Regions from separate parts of the Xenopus tropicalis genome. Here region 1 is linked to region 2. The links are chromatin contacts, called in public Hi-C maps. All regions are on one chromosome and are shown on one strand. Each heading gives the region's core, a stretch centred on a gene start, on an enhancer-like site or on the middle of the called end of the contact. The rest is flanking DNA. Distances are from core to core; before and after follow the strand shown.

Region 1 (6,410 bases), core at 1,443-3,942, 86 kb after region 2:
GGACACTATATATCTGTAGCAGCATAGGAATTTCCCTTCTATTAATCCTATTACCAGCTATATAGAGCAGGAATTCCCCTCTTTTAGAGTCTATAGGAAGGAGACACCATAAGGCTATATCAGCATAGGAATTCCCCCTGCACTAAGCATTATACTGTAGGACACTCTAAAGCCAGAGCAGCCTACAAATCAGTCATTGTTTTTCTTTAGATATAAATACATGAATATAGCATATATCATTCACCTGAACAAAATAGGAAAACTTTTAGTTAGGCAATGTCCTTGATGTCCATAAATCATTAGGCAGAAACTCTGGCCCACTAAGGGTCCATGCTTTCTCATTTTAACATTTCATCAAAATGCAGAAATACCAATCAATTCACTAAAAAAATAGGCATTTTCTTATCAGGCCATATAGGGGCTTTTAGTAATTTCAAATGACAGATGCAGTGCATTGTGGGAAACAATAGTTTAAAAAACAGTCTTATTAACCAAATAAAGGCTAACAAATAGTCAACCACCATTACATACATGTACCAGGGGAGTTTCTGAGCCCCTTGCTGCCTGGCATGCCCACTCTAAAGCCAACCCCCAGCGCAGAGAGGGCAAATGTTCTCTCCACACTACAGAAGTGCTGAATTTCAGGTTAAAAAAAAAACTTTTTTTTAACTTACTGCATTGTACAAGAGCACTACTGTACACAGAGCTACATGAATGGGAGCCTGCGCAGTGACTGTCTGGTCACTCCTTTATTCAGTATAATGCCAAGTCTGACCTGCCTGTACAATTTGATGTTAAAATCGCTAAAACAAGTTTCTTGGCTTAGAATGTGGAGTGCTGACATGGCTTCAAGAGTTTGTGTCCATAAAATGATTTAAATAAGAAACGTCATTGAATTAGTATATGGAATAGCAATATGGAATGTTAGTGAGAGCTGCGATCACTAAAGCTAGAGCGCTAGGGGTGCGATTAGGCGGCTGTCGCATGTTGCAGATGCCCTGTGCCCATTAGCTCCGCCCACTCCCTGTATCCGCCAGAAGTCAGTCTGAACCTGGGTCACATTGGCAGCCATGGGTCAGCTCGAAAAATGCTCTCAGGCTGTGTAAGCATAACTTAAGTTTAACAAAATTGTGCCAGGAGAGGGTGCGTGTTGCCAGATCTATAATTGGAATTACTTCCATGTCGGGTATAGAGAGAGTGACAACGTTGCGCTATGATCTAAAGATGGGCTCATCCCATTCTTTTTAACATCCGTGGCACAGACAAACTGTCGTCTAAGTGTCGTGTGTATGTTGATACAAACAGTATGTGTATTTCGGTAGGAATCTAGTTAGGATACTCAGCTGTACTGTGACTACATAATCTAGGTATAGATTATACTTGCAGGTTGTGCTTTATTGCTGTTGTTACACATATAAATTTACATGGTTAAAATTAAACCAAACCACCACGTCCATTAATCGGCAGAGGAGGATGGTGGGGCCATGAAATCTCCGTTGTTTGCGACAGGCCGGGATATTTTTACAGACAAGAAGTAAATAGAGTCAAATCAGAGCAGGAAAAAGGTATTAGGAAAAAAAAAACTATTTCTAAACTACCAGAAAAAAATGCAAAGTAATATTTTCATGTTTCAGGTACAATTAAACAAAAATCTATCTGTCTTTCTAAAGAAGCATTAGAATTCCATTGATGGATCCGTTCAACTTTACTACATAAGAAATTAAGAACCTGGGAAAAACCTTAATTTTATCTTGGATCAGTAAATACACCATTTAAAAAAAATAATAATAAGCAACGTGTACAAAGTGTCATAACTTGTATTACCTGCCCACACTTCCAACAATTAGTGTGCTAAAATACCATTTACCAGGAATAGTGCAGGGATCGCTGCTCTTTGGGAACACCAATGTTCACCTTCCGTGCAAAGTTATCCAAAGGAAAGGTTCATATTGTCTAACTAAAGGAGCAAATGGACAACTCTACAAGGCCGATAAGATAAATAAGCAGGTTAGAAATGTCCTGGTAACTGACATAATAACGTCCTTAACAACGTGACCTGGAACCTGCACTACTCGGTTTATTCTGCTAAACGATGCACGAAACTCACATTGCACATTTATAGTGAATTATCTTCTCAGTCAAACTCATCTATAAATAAAAGCCTTCCTGTTCAATAAAACATTCAACTATTAAATCAATCAAAATCGATAAGGTGTGGGCCCCACTCTCTCTTTGAATAAATGACAATTAGGTTATGTTACAGATGATTTAGGAAGGTGTATGGCCAGCTAAGGCGTTGAACTGACTACACTACAAGTATTATATTGTAAAATAGTAACATTCCTTTTTTCTTTTCAACAATTTTTATTAACATTTTAAATTGTACAGAATGAACATCCCAGTGCCAGTTAACTATTCTGACGTATATGTATCCATTCAAGAAGTAGGAAAAAGAAGAAGAGGAAATAAAAATCTCGATTATGTATCTTAAAAGTGGTAGATCGCGAAGTTAAAATGCCTCTTTAATGTTTATAAGGCACGCATTCTGTTCCTTTAAATATAAATAAGAACTCAAGAGCTGTACTTTTATAAACGAAATCTTCGCAGTCTGGTCACTATTACCAGTGCTTTGCCTATATATTCAGCATTCAGTCGTGTTACACCCTCGCACAAACAGTGCACAAGAGCGCTATGCGGTACGCACATGTATTACACGGTGTCCCCTGCTCCTCCTCATTAGTGTGGGGTTAAATGGATTATATCACCATAATTCAAATAAGCTAAAAGGAACAGTGAAAGAAAGAGCGATATTGTGTGCCCTCCCCCAGCCCCCATGAAGAGCCCAGTGGACAGCCCCACAGACATAATATTGGCTTTCATATGGCTGTGTGGTTTCTTGGTGATGGGCTGTAGACTCTAATGCAGAATTCATGGCTCTCTGGGAGCACAAAGCCTCCTCACACTGATAAATGCTGGGATTGTCCCAACCAGTCTTCTCTTTCCTGTCTGCTTGGCAAGGAGATGCCATCTGCTGTTTCAGTAAGGAGAGGGCCAGGGGGACAGCAGATAGGGGGCGCCCGTGTTCCCTGGTAACTTGTTCATTTAATTGCCCTAGCAAGTAAAAATAAGAGGCAGTTAGGATGCTGCTAGGTTATATTATATGCCCAAAGCTTCTCATGTAAGGAGGAGATATTTGATCTCTAGATTTAAAGATTCATTCATGTAACTGTATTTTAGCTGAGAGGAAAACAGTGCAACTTTTAGATACAAACATTCCTATACTGTATCCTCAGGTGATGAGTATCAGAGACCCTCACAACTGCACCACAGATGCTACAGCAACAATAAAAACAAGGAAAAAAACAACAGTAAAAATAATGAACTACCCCTTGACCCCTCTAAAGGCCTCATGAAGGCCCGGCCATGGGGGTTATGCCGGGAGCAGAGTATTGCCTAAATATAACTCCCAATCGCTTCTGGTTATAGAGCCTCTGAGTCACTTCTTAGCCAATCCCACTCTTTTATTCTAGCCAGAATGTAAGGACTGTAGCGAATGATCAGCCATTGTGCGGAGAAAGGGCACCCCCCGCAAGTAGAAATTGAGAATTAGTAAGCAGTTATGTATGTGCTGTAATGCAGACAGCAGTTACATCAGTTAGCCGCAAGCGACAATCTCAGTGAATGAGTGTGAGCTGTTACAGATTCAGAACGAGAGTCCTCAGTATTTCCCTAAGCTTTGATTTCATATGAAACCGCCCCCACCGCATTTAGAGAAATGGTTAAATCCGCAGTGATAGCCTGGGCAGATAATTGTCCTTTTCTTAGCGAGCTGCCGGACTTTCCATTCTCAGAGCTGGAAGGGGGGAGTCAGGGGATTGAAACAGCCGCTGTCCCCTGCCAAGTCTCAGCGCTGGACCCTAACAAGAGAGCATTGAAGCTTCCAATCTGAGCTAAAAAAAGACCTTTCAGCTAAAGGAACGTCTGCTCCAGCGAGGGGTCCCCGCAACGCAACTGGGATTTCAATGCAGTGCAATAGCTTGAGCATCTCATTAGCACTAAAACACAAGTGGCAGGCAGGGATAATAGAGCCTCCATCTTAAATAATTATGGGATTTTCCAATATCTATCTGTCATCTATCATCATCATCATGATCATTATCTGTGTCAGTCTATCATCTAGTTCCATCTATATGATCTAGAATGACCCCTATTTTTCCCTAGCCCCGCCTTCGGACTTTGTAACCTTTTATACGGTTCAATCAGCAACAATCAATAATTGTGTAAATTATGATCAAACAAACACACGTTGATTATGTTTCTCATTCTGGGTACCTTTTCTGCTTCACTAGAGCAAAGTGACAAAATGAAGCCTTAGCAAAGAAATTTAAGTACAAAACGGATAATCTATTTACTACATTTTGAATATCATACATTTTTTTCTCTAGAAATGTAAAGTAGACGTTTTGGTTTTACATCCATATCTAATGGTTTGTTTAATATATCTTACACGCCAATTTGTTATTCTTTAAATAAAAGTAATTGCTGAATTCATTTGATTATTGATTAATGTATGAGTCCCTCTCCCCCCTGTCTCCCTCCCCCTGACAATACATGCACATTTTTTTAAATATCGAAATTATGTATTAATTATGTAATAACCGCATTTGTTCTATAAAAATAATGTACTACATACTTTTCTTCTGACTAATTTATGTCAGCTCTCTCTCCACTAGCACTGTTTGCAGATCCCATGTTACAGAATTATATATTAAGGTTCCAGTCTTCTATTTTTGTTAATGAAAAAAACATGGAGAAACCATCGATGTGTTCGGACACTTTCCATACGAAATTCAAAGCCCAGTTATAAATCTGCTTTTGGTGATGATATTGGAATTGTATTCTTTAGAGACATAATTCAGTTTTTACTACCAAATACACCACAGTGAGCTGTGTGGTGATAGCCACTCGAATAGAGAATATAAACTAATTCCTGTGTTTTTAATCCTGTCTTTCAGTTGATACTATTAATGTCAGTCTACCGATGTGGGTTCTCAGAAATATTTGCTTTAATCTGTGCCTTAATTCATATATAATATTAAGCAACTGCACCGATCCTGTAAAATAGAATCAGTATGCAATACTGTCACAATATAAAGAATCATAGTCCAGTTCTTAATTATGGGACATCAATTAAACTCTATACAAACACGTTCGTTTTAAAGGGATTTCAAGAAAAAATATAACCCATGTAATAGCCCTCGATTAACTCTGATTCTTCTGCATTGGCTCAAACGGAATTTTTAGCCACTTGTGCGTTAAATTGAACTCATCGGTAGTTTTTTTTAAGTGCTCCTATGGGAAACCTTACAATATAAAAGTTTAAGCGTTATATTGTATCACAGGGACACGAAATGTGTTAGGGTGAAGGCACACTGGGCTACTAGTAGCAGCTACTTTTTCAAGCCTGCTAAACTCCAGAAAATACCCTGCCATAGACAATAGTGAGCGTTGCCTCTGCTAAAATCCACAGGGACAATTATCAGTAAATGATCGGCATTGTCTTTTTAGCCACGACAAGTAGCTACTACTAGTAGCTCTGTGTGTCTTCACCCTAACACATTTCGTGTCCAGGAATCGAAGTTTCGCCCAATGTAACATCCACACATCTCTTCATCTGATTATCTCTCCATTATGTGTATATTTGTCTATCCATTACCTTTATCACTAACTATACTATAGATATAGACAATACTATTGACAGCAGATATATATCTGCCGAGCTATAAGTTCTCTGGCATAAATGAAATGGAAATTCACAGTTGCAGAACGACTGAGTCATTCACATCGTTGCGACACGTTCGTCTCATCAGTCTCACGTTTTATTACACTGGGTTTATTGCGTTCTATTAATGATCAGAAACGAAATCAGTCCCCAGCCTGATAGTATGTGGGGAAGGCGGTGGTGCCACAGAAAGACAAGCAGGTAACTTATTGGCTGGCACTGTTGCTTTTAATTAACCCCTGCAGCGCCATACCCATGTGCAAGGCTGTACAGATACACAGACCGCTGGGATGGACCGTGGGTGACTGCAATTGATTATTGTAACTTGCAAGTTGCTGTCAAGCTGCCAGATCGCGCTGTGGTTCCCGGAGGGGCAACTCTGCAGTCCCATATTTATCACCGGGCTGACCAAAGCGCTAATATTAGCTCTCTGACGTAATTCTGCATGATTCTCTATGGATTTGGCCCGGCCCTGCTGCTCATCTCTGCCCCTCTCAGCAGCTCTTTCATCTCTCTACAGGGGGGCCCACCCACACATTGTGATCCTCTCATCTTTCACATATGCGCTACATTTGCGCAAAGGTAACTTTAAAATAAAGTGTTTCTTGAATTATATTACATGTGTGTT
Region 2 (6,389 bases), core at 3,388-5,887:
GTCTGGCCATTGGGATAATGATTGGTTCACATGGGGAGAACACAGCCACAGAAATAAATAGTCATAGCAACTGTAGTGCCTGTTGGGCAATCAAATTGATGGCAGTGGCAGCTTTTGCTTTTCTCATTGAGTTTTGTCATTGAAGCTGAGCCCCCAGCATTTAAAGTCAGGCATCGCATGGCCCCCAAAATTTCATGACAGGCACAGCGTGGCCCTGGGATTTCACATCAGGCATAATGTGGCCCCTAGCATTTTATGTCAGGCATTTCATGAAAGACACAGTGTGGCCCCCAGCAATAATCTGACCACTATATGTAATAAGTTGGACAGCACAGTTCTAGAATAAGCAAAGGTGTGTTTGTAGGGGAAAGGGTTAACAAAAGATCACGATTTGGATTGGGCAGAATACTTCCTTGTTCAACATGATGCAATGCAATGAATCGGACTTGTGCTGATCCTATTTTTTGTCTATTGTTTTAATCATGAATCTACAGTTTTGTTATTTCTTGAACTAAACAGGGCAAACAGGGAATCTGAAAAAAAGATTCCCTGTATTCCACCTCTTCCCCCTTTGTTGTGACTGTTTAGTTAGCAGAGTGCATTACTGGGAATGTAATTATCTACCTCACAAGGACCAAACATGGAGTAGCTGTAGTTTCCCTGTTTAGATTAAGAAATAACAACCATAGATTTTTTTTCATGATTAAAACAACAGGGCAAAAAGTATGTTCAGTATAAGCCCTGTTCATTGGGCCCAAGGGAGAAGTGGGGTACACTGTCCCTACAAAGGGAGGAGTTGGGAAACACAATGGGCCATAGCTTAGCGTTTATTATGCAAAGCAGTTGTATTTATTTATGCAAATAGCATTACAAGCTCCCACATACAGTATTTTGTGCTGATTTACAGTGCAGGGATAGACAGATGAATTGTAACCAGAGCAGTTAAATATAAGGCAAACTCTGTTAGTGATGGGACATGAGATCTCACAGTCATTATGGTGACAAATGGCAAATAAGAAATCTCTGGTGTCACTAAATAATAGTGTTACATAGTCACATAGGGTTGAAAAAAGACCATCAAGTTCAACCCAGCACACACAACCTATACTTACCTAGGAAAGGCTAGTAAAGAGTTAATCTCAAGCTGCAAGCATACCTTCAGTTGTCTCAATAGTGCCCTTAAGTCTCCCCATATTTCTCCTGTTCAGATGATCAGAAGCCAAACAGGAAGAAAAAAACGCTGAGCTGTGTAAAGAAAGTTCCCATAATGCCTCGCTCCTGCACAGACACCCAGACCCGTGTACATGCTCAGTTAGTAAGGCTATGAGTCAGCTTCCTGCTGATTGGCTCAGATCCACATTCCTAAGGGGGGGTGAGTTCTTAGCATTCTTGAGGGAGGGGGAGCAGGAGAGGGGAGAGAGCAGAAAGCTGTGTGTCTGTGGCACAGGAATTATAGACACAAGAAATCTTTTTTCAGAGAAGTCAGTGCAGCGTTACTGTGAGTGCTTATGGCTGTATTTACATAGACCTTTCTGATAAAGCTTACTTAGTTTTTACCTTTCTTTCTCCTTTAAGGACTGGAGCCCAAAACTGCACCGCATACTCACGGTGAGGCCTTACCAGGGACCTATAAAGCGGCAAAATTATGTTCTCATCCCTTGAGTCAACGCCCTTTTTTATACAAGACAGCACTTTATTTGCTTTAGTAGCCACAGAATGACACTGCCTGGAATTAGACAACTTGTTATCTACAAAAACCCCTAGATCCTTCTCCATTAAGGAAACCCCCCAACACACTACCATTCAGTAGATAGTTCGCGTTAATATTATTTCTACCAAAGTGCATAACTTTGCACTTATCAACATTGAACCTCATTTTCCAGTTTGCTGCCCAGTTTTACAATTTTGTCAAATCGCTCTGCAAAGCGGCAGCATCCTGCATGGAACTTATAGTTTTGCACAATTTAGTGTCATCAGCAAAAATAGAAACAGTACTTTATATGTGACACGTTTGGAAACCTTACCAATTGGCATATACATACCCAGGGTGTCAACCCTCCCAAAAATGTTGCGATTTCCCTCCCAACCCCCCGGTCTCCCGATGTGTTTAAACCACCCCTGGTTGTGCACTGCACATGCATAGTTGACTTTATCAATGTCATTTGGTGCATTACACATAGGGGCACATTTACTAAGACACGAATTCGAATCCGAATTGGGAAAATTCCGATTGGAAAACGAACATTTTGCAACTTTTTCGTATTTTTTGCGAATTTTCGGCGCCTTTACGACTTTGCGGAAATTGTCACGACTTTTTCGTTACCAATACGATGCGCTTGTATCTTGTCGCAACTTTTTCGTATTGAGCGCTCGTAAGCGGCGGGTGAAACTTTCAGACTTAGCATGATTTTGGAAGTCTCCCATAGGGCTCAATGGCACTCTGCAGCTCCAACCTGGCCCAAGGAAAGTCTCCCATAGGGCTCAATGGCACTCTGCAGCTCCAACCCGGCCCAAGGAAAGCCTCCCATAGGGCTCAATGGCACTCTGCAGCTCCAACCTGGCCCAAGGAATGTCTCCCATAGGGCTCAATGGCACTCTGCAGCTCCAACCTGGCCCAAGGCAAGTCTCCCATAGGGCTCAATGGCACTCTGCAGCTCCAACCCGGCCCAAGGAAAGTCTCCCATAGGGCTCAATGGCACTCTGCAGCTCCAACCCGGCCCAAGGAAGCCTCCCATAGGACTCAATGGCACTCTGCAGCTCCAACCCGGCCCAAGGAAAGTCTCCCATAGGGCTCAATGGCACTCTGCAGCTCCAACCCGGCCCAAGGAAGTCTCCCATAGGGCTCAATGGCACTCTGCAGCTCCAACCCGGCCCAAGGAAAGTCTCCCATAGGGCTCAATGGCACTCTGCAGCTCCAACCCGGCCCAAGAAAGTCTCCCATAGGGCTCAATGGCACTCTGCAGCTCCAACCCGGCCCAAGGAAAGTCTCCCATAGGGCTCAATGGCACTCTGCAGCTCCAACCCGGCCCAAGGAAAGTCTCCCATAGGGCTCAATGGCACTCTGCAGCTCCAACCCGGCCCAAGGGAAGTCTCCCATAGGACTCAATGGCACTCTGCAGCTCCAACCCGGCCCAAGGAAAGTCTCCCATAGGGCTCAATGGCACTCTGCAGCTCCAACCTGGCCCAAGAAAAGTCACCATACTGAAGCTTGAATGAATCCGAATCTTTCGTACTCGGCGCGAAAGCTGCGAAAAAGTCGCGACTTTTCGCGCAAGTATTAAGGCTACGAAAAAATCACCAGATTTTGCGCAACATTCGGAATGGCAACGAAAAAGTCGCGACAATTATCCGAAAAATCGCAAAATACCGATCATTATGAAAAAAACGCAATCGGACGCATTCGGCCCGTTCGTGAGTAAGTAAATGGGCCCCATAGTTACTTCCTCTGGCCACCATTTTGTGGTGTTCTCTGTGCCTCTCACCAATCACCTGACAGAAAATAATCCACATTCCAATGTGTGTTGGGGGCCCCTGCATGGGGTTAGGGGGGCATAGCGGGGGACGAGCCCCTTGGGGGGTGCAGGACCCCTTGGGCCACAGCTCTGGTGGGCCCTGCACCCCCCAGTCCGACCCTGCCTGCTAGCATACATGCGTGCCCTTGGTTTGTGTGAGCACAGGTCTTATATGAGCCACAGACATTAGTAAATTAAAATGGCAGTATTTCAGTATGGGAATATCTAATGACACATATAATCAGAAAAATAGAATTTTTAAAAAAAAGGCTTTATTTATGTAAAATATACTTATGGGCTTTTTATATGATGCATTTTTATAGAGACCTGCAATGTTTGTATAGTTTCCCTTTATATGCCTGTGTTGTGACTCCATGTGGTAAATCTAGCCTTCCCATTTATAGGACAAAAAAAATGTAAAATCATTTACCAGTTCCATTGAATTTGCTGCCTTCAATTGTTTGGCCCTTCAGTGTGTGAATGTGATGGGGACCTACAATTGTAAGCTCCACTGGGGCAGGGGCTGATAGGGGCAATAGGGCGAATGTGACAGAGCTATATACATATATTTTGGATAATAACTAAAAGGTTAAGGCATATGGCAGGGTTTCTGTCAGGCAGAGGGTTAAAAGGTAAGTCTGGAGTCAGTGGTCTGTCAGAGAAAGGGTTAAATAGTAATCCACATACAGGCATCCCACAAAGACGCAGCTGTGGAGCGACATGTAAGTGCCCTGCCATAATGATTGTGAGGGGTCAGCGTGTGCTGTACGAGCCAAGGCAAGTCCGGGAGCGCCATGACAGCAGGCGGAGCTGCAGGAAGAGAGAGCGATGGGCTGGCACTGTGGGGCGGGCATGGGCTGGCACTGTGGGCGGGCATGGGTTGCACTGTGGGGGGCGGGCATGGGCTGGCACTGTGGGGGGCGGGCATGGGCTGGCACTGTGGGAGGGGCGGGCATGGGCTGGCACTGTGGGGGCGGGCATGGGCTGGCACTGTGGGAGGGGCGGGCATGGGTTGGCACTGTGGGAGGGGCGGGCATGGGCTGGCACTGTGGGAGGGGCGGGCATGGGCTGGCACTGTGGGAGGGGCGGGCATGGGCTGGCACTGTGGGAGGGGCACAGGGAGGAGATCAGGCAGGAGTTGCTCGCACAGGATACACACAGACATTGGATGCTCCCGGCTCCGGCATGTTGAGTGTGGGCCAAGTTGGAGGCGAGAGCAGCTGGGCAGTGGCACACATCGCGCCCTCAGAGCCGAGTGACATTGGCACAGTACGGAGGGTGGCAGCTGCATGGTAAGGCGCGTCAGGCCCGGCATTGCTCTCACACAAATCACAGGCGTGCCATCCACTCGGGCGCCTTTACCCTGCGGGATCTCACTTGTGCCCATCCTCCTCCCTGTGCCCAGCGCTAATTAGGCACATACGGAGCCGTAGCGGTCATGCCCAGCGAGGCAAGTGGAACTTTGCTTTATAATGAAGTTTTAATGACATTTTTGCTACTGCTGTTTCCGCTGTGATATTGGGGGCATTTATCAACATGGGCCTAGCTGCATTGCCGCGGTAACCCATAGCAACCAGTAAAGTTGTCTCTCTTACACTAGGAAATGTGATTGGTTGCACAAGTGACTAGGGCGGTTGGTCCTTCTCTATCCTTGTAGTGCCCAGCCAGGGCAGAGCAACATGCAGCCTCCCAGAGTGTCAGTAACACTGTAGTTCAGCTGCATCTCTGGAGAAGCAGCTTGTCCCTACCCCGCCCAGATTCCCAGCACTTCTCAGTCATGGGTTTGTGGCTGGGACTAAGTCATGTTTTGTTCCTTATTGCAGACACACGCCTGGTACACACATGTGACTCATGGCTGGCACAGGAGGGGGCGGTTGGCACAAACAGTTCTGGGATGTTACAGAAAAGCAGCTTCACTCTTTAGGCTGCCAGTCATAGCCAAGTGCCTGGCCTTAGGCAGATGAGGAGAATGTATGTTGCATTAGTGTGGCCCCTTCTGTGCTGCTTAATAATCCATGCTATGTTTGTGTCATTCAGTGGCCACTAATTATATGTGTTCATTTATTACTCACTCTAATAGTGCTGTCCAGCAATTTCCATGTGATCCAGTTATTTCCTGTACCACACGGCCACTGGGCAAGTTAAATGATGCCACACAAGGCAGGCAATGGAAGGCTAGGTAGGTTCACCTTGTGGCCCTGGGGCCCTATGGACAGCACACACCACAGTAATAAAGCCGGTGTATTTATGTTGCACCTGGCAGGATATAATATGCCGGTGATATGATATCTAAATAATTACATGTTGCTGGTTAGCACTGATAGCATTAATAATGAACTGCAACCAGTGCAGCCCTGCTTAGCTAGAATTTTTTTTTTAGACATGTCCCTGAATTTTCAAGTGATCTGGTCATCCTATAAATATGACAGGATTGTTTATACAGATATGAAACAGTTTGTGGCACTGGAGCACATTTGGGCACATTAGGTCAGTTGCATTAGGTTGGGAGTGTATTTATGGGTGAAACAGATTTGGTATTGTGCTGTAAACTATTGTTTCCTCCTATCCACAGTGTGGGGAAACCATTTTAGGGCGACAGGTGCCCTTTAACTTTGGGTACACCTGGCATTTTATTGTTCATAATGTCTGTTGGATTATAAATACACCACATTCAGCCATGATTATTTCAGATTGCCGTGCGTAAAGTGTTTTACGTTCGGCAATACCTATTCGTCTGCTTTACGCTGTATTTATGGACACTACCTCCCCACGGGCGAGAAATAGCTACGCCGGTCATTGCTGTAATAGTACGAGTAGCGCAAGCTGCAGAAATATAAAGGTTACACGGATACTGTCCATGGATAAACTGATAAACTA

The links. A called contact is a pair of places that touch in the nucleus more often than the background predicts.
Region 1: a contact with region 2 is called in a Hi-C map of liver, with 2.6 times the contacts expected there. The contact joins the enhancer-like site here to the promoter of trim13 in region 2. A contact is called at or near these places in 4 of 5 Hi-C or Micro-C datasets (brain, liver, neurula embryo and 1 more).

Annotation. Positions count from the first base shown.
Region 1 is chr2:149,505,504-149,511,913 of UCB_Xtro_10.0, forward strand. No RefSeq gene overlaps it. Among named protein-coding and RNA genes, the nearest start is that of mir15a, 69 kb to the left of the region's middle. Within about 2 kb of position 2,693, at least 3 of the 11 cell types and tissues checked have an H3K27ac peak or open chromatin away from gene starts, as enhancers often do. A contact at or near this core is called in liver and neurula embryo, where this site is marked.
Region 2 is chr2:149,417,555-149,423,943 of UCB_Xtro_10.0, forward strand. It overlaps trim13 (tripartite motif containing 13), which reads left to right and starts at 4,638. Exons shown (of 2, transcript XM_004911967.4): 1 at 4,638-4,804. The coding sequence starts at 4,802.